Regions from separate parts of the Mus musculus genome. Here region 1 is linked to region 2. A link is a contact called in public promoter capture Hi-C data. All regions are on one chromosome and are shown on one strand. Each heading gives the region's core, a stretch centred on a gene start, on an enhancer-like site or on the middle of the called end of the contact. The rest is flanking DNA. Distances are from core to core; before and after follow the strand shown. Region 1 holds the start of Ano3 (anoctamin 3). Region 2 holds the start of Muc15 (mucin 15).

The links. Promoter capture Hi-C pulls out the DNA fragments that hold promoters and counts their contacts.
Region 1: a contact with region 2 is called in a promoter capture Hi-C map of hippocampal neurons, with 6 times the contacts expected there. The contact joins the promoter of Ano3 here to the promoter of Muc15 in region 2. A contact is called at or near these places in 12 of 39 promoter capture datasets (the 3T3-L1 cell line, 3T3-L1-derived adipocytes, the HPC-7 cell line and 8 more), 3 of 484 Hi-C or Micro-C datasets (cerebral cortex, cortical neurons and frontal cortex) and 1 of 9 other capture datasets (adipose tissue).

Annotation. Positions count from the first base shown.
Region 1 is chr2:110,948,248-110,952,883 of GRCm38.p6, reverse strand. Ano3 (anoctamin 3) reads left to right here and starts at 2,640. Exons shown (of 27, transcript NM_001128103.2): 1 at 2,640-2,826. The coding sequence starts at 2,781.
Region 2 is chr2:110,719,891-110,724,100 of GRCm38.p6, reverse strand. Muc15 (mucin 15) reads right to left here and starts at 2,607. Exons shown (of 4, transcript NM_172979.3): 1 at 2,394-2,607. All of the region lies in intron 14 of Ano3 (anoctamin 3), which reads left to right.

The DNA.
Region 1 (4,636 bases), core at 1,391-3,890, 230 kb before region 2:
TTGTTTTGTTTTGTTTTGTTTTTGTATAAAGTAGATCTAAAATATCTTACCTGATTTTAGTCTTATGAAGAAGGTGGGGTTGTCTTAGAACCACTTTAGTTTGGTGGCATCTAAATGAACAGGAGTTCAGTTTTATCATTATTTTCAGTTCAGATGATATAAAATCAATCTCAAGATGGTCATTTGTTGATTCCAGTTTGGTGTAATTGTCTTGAAAAGTCACTGAAAAAAAAAAAAGCTTTTCTGTTTACTTTCTTTTATTTTGAAATTATGATACATTTCATCACCTTCCCTTTCCTTTCTTTCCTCCAAAGCCTCCCATACACCCTTGCTTCACTCTTCCAAATTCATGACCTCTTTGAAAATTGATTGTTTTTATATGCAGGTAGGTCTGTATATAAATATATATTTCTAATATAACCTGTTCAGTCTGTGTACTGTTACTTGCATATATATTTTCAGGGCCAACTATTTGGTTTTGGGTAACTAGTTGTTCTTTTCTCAGAGGAAGACAGTTTCTCAGCATTTTTAAATTGCTTGTAGGGTTGAGTTTTCTTGGGGTTCCTCTATCCAATTTTGCATGCCCACGGGTATTGTCCTTGTTCAGTTCACGTTTGTCCAGCTATGTTCACTGAGACTTTATGGGTGTAATTTCTGACATTACCAGGAGATAGACTCAGTCTCACAATAAATTCTATCATCCTCTGATCTTAGGGTCTTTCTTCCCCCCTTTTCAGCAATGTTTCCTGAGCTATAGGTTTGAGAATTGTTTTGTTTTATAGAGGTATACAATGGACTTGCACTCCTTTTAATAAATTGTTTTTAATTATATTATATGCATGCTGGTTTGCCTGCATGGCATTTAAATATACATGTGTACAGTGCCTCAGAGACTAGAATAATCTCCAGGGACTAGAGTTAAAGAAAAATTCTGACCTTACAACAGGATGCTGAGGTCATAACTAATCTATCTGAAAGAGCAGTTAGTGCCCTTTACCCTTCTTGACATCTGTTCAGCCACCTACCATGTCTTTTTGGAGACAATAGACAAGGTCTTTGCTAGATCCTCATTTCACAGTAGGCACACTAAGTCGTGTGTGTGTGTGTGTGTGTGTGTGTGTGTGTGTGTGTGTCTATTATTCACTGCTCAATATCATGGCATAGTCCTTGATATTCTTTCTACTCAGGGTACATTGCAGTAGACCCTCTGGTGTCTCTGACTTCCTCCTTCCTGTTCCATTTCTTGTTTCAGATGATCTCACAACCTGTTACTAATGAAATAAAAAGTACCCAGAGAACTGCCTTATTGAATCTATCTACTTTATAAGTAACCATAACAAATAATAATTAATCACAATTTAAAGTTTCTGGGGTCTATATGTCTCTGAATAACGGGAATGCCTTTTTCCTTGAAGCTGATATTACTACATTTATCATCTTTGAATCATTCAACAAGTATGAAGACAGAGAAAAATTAACAATAATTCAAATTATTTGAGATTTTAAAAATTGTGAAATTTCATTATCATTTTAAAATCTACTTTTATTTGGACCTTCAGTTTATTCTAAATTAATTGGTCTCACACAATTTCAAACTTAGGAACCAACAGACCCTATTGTTGCATGTCTGTTCAATAATACCTTATGTAACTTGTTCTGGGAGGAATTTGGGATCAGGAAATCATGATTATATGAAAAGAGAGAGAGAGAGAGAGAGAGAGAGAGAGAGAGAGAGAGAGAGAGAGAGAGAGAGGGAGGGAGGGAGGGAGGGAGGGAGGGAGGGAGGGAGGGAGAGAGAGAGAGAGAGAGAGAGAGAGAGAGAGAGAGAGAGAGAGAGAGAGAGAACACTGGAAACCATTTTGAGCTGGTTCTTACCCTCATTTAACCACTGCATGTGTTTCTGCCATGATTGCTTCCTCTCTTTGACTGTTAGGTATCTTCATTTCCCAATTTGTGTTCCCAAACACTGTTTCCATTTGTGTGATAATGGAACTTGTGTGTTGCTGTGAGCTTCAGGTTCTTTTTATAATATAAGATTATTTTTATGGCTTTTTAATTATGATTATATTGAGTACCATTGTTGATATTTCTTCAGCATCTGTTAGAAAGAATTAAACCTTTCAGTATCGCACAAAAAATTAAAATCGAAGTAGCTGAAGCAGAAAAAAAACTTAAATGTTGCATGCTAGAACTTAGTGCTTATCTAAGGCAGATCATGGATGTTGTGGTCTCTCCCACATGAATATTTAAGAAGGAAGGATGGAAACAGAACTACATCTGTTAGTATCCTCTTGTCAGGACAGATGCCAGCTTCACCCTTCTTTATTTACAGACCAACTTCGAGGAAATTAATACTGGTGCCTGGGTTTGATAAGGAGGTTTAGAGCTTGAAAATGAGTGCATTAGTGATAGCTCTAAAGGAATGCTTGGATTTATGCCTTGTCCTTAAGAAATTTCTTCCTCTCCCACGTGCACCAAACCCCTTACAACACCCACCCTCACTGCAGCACTGAGAAACAGCCGGGATGTGGGGTTATTTCAGAAGTAGCCACTGAGGGGAGCCGGCCACGGACTGCCCTCCCACGTTGCTATGACGATGAGACTGGCGGGCACACAGCCTTCAGAGCTAAGTGCTGGCTAAAGCAGGTGTCAGATTGCGATGAGCTTGGTGGCTCTGGGATTACTCAGAGCCCCAGGAGTGTCTCTGGAAAGTCTGGCTGCAATTCCTCTGCATCCCTCTCCGACAGCTCCTCAACTCCTTTGGATCGCGCAGAGTGAAAATGGTCCACCACTCAGGCTCCATTCAGTCCTTTAAACAGCAAAAAGGTCAGTGAGAATTCTCTCTCTCTTCCCTGGGGGCACCACATCCCGCTCTGCATCTCCTTGCAAAAGCATCCTTTTCACTCGTGTATTGTGTTGAAGAGCTGTGGAACTCTGTAAAGTTAGGACCCCATTTTATTAATGTTTTATCCTGCAACGGAGATAAGTCTGATATCCGGAGCCGCACAGCGCCCGGGAGGGAACAGAATCTGTCATGTCAGGACTTGTTTGTTCATATCGCTTAAGTCTCCTTCAGTGCATTGCAGTGAACTGTTTAAACAGATAAGGTTCCTGCAGTACCCCTGGGTTTGAAGAGTGAAATTTTGGGTTATATTTGCCTCAGTATGCGCTTCTAGTACCCTGTAAGATTCACAAGAGCAGAATTTATTACTTGTGCTGAGCTTGAAAAATTGTATAATAAATGCATTCGTGGAAAAATCCCAGCGGTTGACTGGTCCCAGATATAATTTCCTTGGAAAACTTTCTCTTCTGACCCCACTTTTATTACGGGTTTCCGACTTTTATGTGTATTTGGGTCTTCCTGGAACTTCCCAGACCACCGTTTAGCTTTCACAAAATTTTCACTAGTTGCGTGGGCATGGTCAGATCAAGAATGTTTTTTTTTAATCACTCTTTGTTCTGCTTTGTTATTTAAATGGCTTCTCATAAAGCACATATTTCTTTAACATAGATTCTGGAAATGGTATTCTCTTATGCAGTTATTCAACATTAATGCCATTTACTGAATGAATAATGGTAATTATGATGCATTTGTTAATATAATCATTAAAATATGTAATTTTCAAGTATTCATTCCATTTTCACTGAAATAAAAATTTATTGAAATCTTACTTCTAAAATTCTTTCTCCAAATGACTGCTTTATGGTATCTCTTTGGCTTTGTTTCTAAACAAACAAACAAACAAACAAACAAAAACTTTGGATATCCCCAGAATAACCTAGTCGGGATTTATTCTTCAGGCAGCATATTGTGCTGAAAGAACTTCCCATCAGGAACTGTAATCTGCATGAATCCTCTTTTGAATGTATGTTGGAATTAGGTACAAAGTGAGAGACGGTGGGAGTAGGTGAATTTGGGCTCCTGTGAAGTTCTATTTAAGCTCAAAGTGTTCTAAGGAAAAATAAAATACTTCAAGAAGTTTTATTTCCTTGCCTCATTAAACATGTATAAACATTATGGGGGAAAAAGAAAGATATGGAAAACTTGAAACTGTCTCATACTGTTACTTTTTAATGCTTCGGGGGACCCTGAAACTTGAAATGTCCCCCCAAAATATCTTACTATGTGAGAATATTTATGTTGTATGTTAAAGAGCAAAAGCCTCTCAACTTTGAGACTGTTTGTCATTGTTCAAAAGAGTGATAAACTGTACATATCATGGCATTTCGTAGTGTTCCTTTATGGTGCATCATGAGCCATTTTTTTTTTTTTTTAATTTCACTTTTTGGCACACAAAAAAAATTATCATTAGTGAAAAGGTAAACATGAGGAAAAGGAAGGACAAACAAAGGAGCAAGATTAATTTTTATCTAAATGGTTTTAGTTTATGTTGTCTCCTAAAATATGTCTTTCCTCTGCTTTTCTCCCTCCAGTCCTTCCAGGTTCCTGGCCATTCATCCCTCCCATGTCCCTTCCTACACTCAAGTTGACACCCTGTTTTTCTCTGATTATTATTGCTACATACAGACACATATTGAGTGCTTATGCGTGGATATATAGATAGATACAACCTTTTGAGTCTGGCTGTGTTGTTTGCATGTATATGCTACCAAGGCTGACCACTCTGATTTGAAT
Region 2 (4,210 bases), core at 1,358-3,857:
AGTTCATCTACCATCTACCAAGATGGCTTATATAATGGGGAAAAAGTGATAAATTGAGAGAAAGATGAAATATTTAAAGAAAGAAATTATCAGGATATTTTCTCCTGTGTTTTTGACTCTTCTTGCACCTGGGTAGGAGTAATACTAAAGGCTTAACATCCAAGGAAGATTAGGAAGTTTAACAAAAACAGATCTGTAATCATCACAAGCCAGAAAAACTAAGGTTCAGATGATGAGATGTGGAACAGAAAGACAAAATTCTGAGGGAAGCTGTGATACCTTAAGTGCATATTCTAACTTTTCTTTCTTTCTTCCTTCCTTCCTTCCTTTGTGTGTGTGTGTGTGTGTGTGTGTGTGTGTGTGTGTGTGTGTGTGTGTGTGTGTTTTGGTTTGGTTTTGGTTTGGTTTTTTGAGACAGTGTTTCTCTGCATAGCTCTGGCTGTCCTGGAACTCACTCTGTAGACCAGGCTGGCCTCGAACTCAGAAATCCACCTGCCTCTGCCTCCTAAATGCTGGGATTAAAGGCATGTGCCACCACTGTCCAGTTAAGTGCATATTCTAAACATCTAGAAATTGATGCTATTTTACAGGGTTTTTTTCTTAATTTAACAACAATTAAAATATAATTTCAAAGAGTATATTTCAGTTTTTGAATAATTTTTCCATAGGGAAGATGAATAGTGCCTTCACCTTTTCTTTACTCTTAACTTTGAAGGATAGATCTCCACAGAAAGCTTGGAAACCCTGGGAGAGGAGACACATGTATGTCCGTGGAGGCAAACCTGCTGCCTGTGCTTCATTTTGATTATTCTTCATTGTACAATGTCATCACTCTGCTGAACCTCCCTTTGTGGTTGAGTTATTCTGCTTATCCAAGCTTTAAGAATAAGGAGGCATGCTGACTATATCTGGCTGTAAACTCATGCAGGAAAAAGTATAATATTAATTCTTAACTCAGTCCAAAACAGAGTTTAAAGTAACAGCATCAGCTTAGGTATATGGAAGATATCATATAATGTTCTTGTGACGCATCCCTAAGAGGTATAGACCCACTTCACCCAAGTGCTTTTGATTGTTTCTTGTCACAGACCTTACCTTACCAACGTAGATGGGTTTATTTATTTGTTTACTTTTGTCGTTAAAACCACAGTCATCCATGTGGCTAATATTTCAGGCAGACCTTGAGTACTTGAGTGTTATTCTGAGTAGCCTTGGCAATTTTGGTCAGCATTGAGTATCATCTCTGGAGCAACATTAATGGGAACTTAAGAAAATTATGTCTAGAACTCTCTCATTATACAAAGGTTTAGAATCATGAGAAGTCAGAAATTCTATTTGTACTAAACACACACACACACACACATATATATATATATATATATATATATATATATATATATATTTGGTAAAGAAAGGTAGAATGATATTTTTCCTTGTAAGAAATTTCCTAAGGTTTTTCTATCATTCTATTAAGAGATTCAGATAAACATTAGAAAAGAGAGAGAAAGAGAGAGAGAGAGAGAGAGAGAGAGAGAGAGAGAGAGAGAATGACATCCTGCTTGCTATTTTGGGACTCGAGTCATGAATTTCACAACTGAGAAAAAGTAGGTGGATGACTACAAAGCTTAGAAAGAATGTGTGTTCAAAAGATATGTTCTGAATCCAAATGCCCAGGCATGAGGTTTAGATGTCTATCACATTTCACTGTCTTTAGAAACAGCCTCTATGAATCTAAAAGAAAGTAGGTCAGGGAAGCAAGCTGAAAATGGCTTCTGCAAACCCTATTTAAATCCTCATTCCACAGGAGGCCTTCTGTGAGGGACTTAGCCTTCTGAAATTTCTGGGAATTCCAGTCATTTGTACTAAGCATGCTAGATAAAATAATGAAAATGTACAGTTTTTAACTTTTTGGTTAAGAACACCATTGAAAAAGATGTATAAAAGCTTGTAATTCATTGCATATAAATATAACTTCCCCTCAAAATGATATTATACTTAAAAAGAAACTTTAAGCCGAAATGCATAATTTAGAGCTATTTGGCTTATGTTCCTGTCACCAGTTCCAATTAACGCTTTAATGGCTTTATTAAGACTTGACTGAGGACACTGTAAACACTTAAAATGACTTTTCTGCCTCTTTATTCAGTTAGCAACTTTGGCAGTGCTTCTTAAAGTTTATTCATTTAGCAATGCAAATATAGAAGGTAATTAACTAAGGAAACAATGGCCTGTTTATACTAGAGTCTCTGTAGCTACTTGCCTGACTGTTCTGTCAAAAGTTGAAGCCACTGTGATTCTCTTTGATAAAGGAGAGAGGGAGAGAGAGAGAGAGAGAGAGAGAGAGAGAGAGAGAGAGAGAGAGAGAGAGAGGATCCAAAGGAACACACACTTACCTTCAGAACTAACAGGTATTTACAGATGGTGAAGAAAATAGCGCTGTTGACCTGGCTACAGTAAGACCTCAGCACACGGAAAAGCAGGTGGCTTAAGTCTGACAGTGTGGCATTGAGCAGGACACAGGCAGATGCTAGAGAAACAAAATTGGGTGGGGCTGGCCGGCCTGCTGGCTGGCTGGCAGTATCTTGCTTGTGTAATAGAGCAGCCAAGAACCTGACTGACCTGCCTCTCAGCTGTAAGCAATAGGATATCACCTCACTCAGGTCTGAAGAAAGTCCAACCCTCTAGTTTTCATAGGTTACTTTGACTGATTTTAAGATAGTCTGGTTCTTTGCAGCAGTAGCAAAAAGGGAATTGTTTATTTCTTGAGGGGGAGGGGTGATAGCATCCTCTGGAGTATTAAGAACTCTTAACTTGCTGGGTACCTGTTTGCAGGCAAGGAAGCCCCAGTGAGTCATGTGCCACACCTACTTCTTCTCTATGCTAGCCCAAAGTTATTACAACCCATAAACAAATTCTTCGCTTCTCTGCAGTGACCCTTTGTGACCTTAAACCTAAATGTGACAACTCCGGAGGGGTCAGTAGTCAGGGACTAACCTGAAGTGTACTAAAACTGATGTTGTAGAAAGTCATCTTTACACAGTCAATTCAAGAGCTCTGTAGAGGGGGTTACTATAGAAATAATGTCCAGTACTAAATTGAGGTTGTTAGTGATTGTCCAACCTTTAGGGAATCACTGGGGCTTACCTGAGAATGACCCAGGAGCGCTCTTGATCAAGCAGCTTCCATTCTGTGTTCTGTTTGCTTTGTGGCTCAAATTAGAGTAGATTTCTGGAGGGCCTGGTTCATAGTTAAATACCTGAGTTAGTAACAAATTGTCATGCTTCTGTTCACCTCCTTCCATGTCTTATCAAAAGGAGCAGTGTTTCCTTCAATATTTGGGCACTGGTATCAATCTCTCCTGATTAATATACGCAAGGTTTACACTTGTTTCCTGCTGTACAAAGAGTGAGATTTCCAATGGCTAAAGTGGTAAATGAAACTTCACCTAAAAGGCATTGAGCTATTTGATTGTACAGAATCTATGCACTTAATTGGTTTCAAGAAAAAAAAATGAGGTAATGCTATCATTTTAAATTTTCAGAAGTTAAAATGTTGGCCCAGAGTTTGATTAGAAATTATACTCCTAAAATGCATTAACTCAAAGGATATTTGAGCTGTGTCTGCATTGGAATTAAGAAAAACATGGTAAACTCACTCAAATACTGGTTGCTGAAAGATGGCTAAATAGAGTTCAATTGGTTATCTCCAAGTTCTCAAGTTACTAGAAGAAGACTTTACTGAGGATGGGAATATTCTCTGTCTGAACTCAGGGACAGAGTATAAATTAACAGCCCTGGGTATATGCACACTACCCCTAGACAGTCTCCTAGACATATGTAGAAATACCATTACCTTTTGCTGACTTCACAGTAGTAATTATAGCTGATCTTGCTCTCCATCTCTCTCCTTTCATTGTGCTGTCGAAGCTATCCTGACACCTTCCTAAAGATATTAGCTGAGAGCTCAGACTGTTTATCATCATTGCATTCCTACAACCATAACCAACTTATAAGAATGAATGCTAAGGACAAGCCCTATTTAAAGACCCATCATAAACACACATAGAAATAAACCAAATGTGGAAAGTACACATCAACTGAGTGACTCCCTTGTTCAGTTTATTTGGTTGTGACCAGAAACTTTGATTCACACAGAGCTGTGTGAATAGTTTAGATAGATGATGCCTGACAAGGCCATCCTCTGCTACATA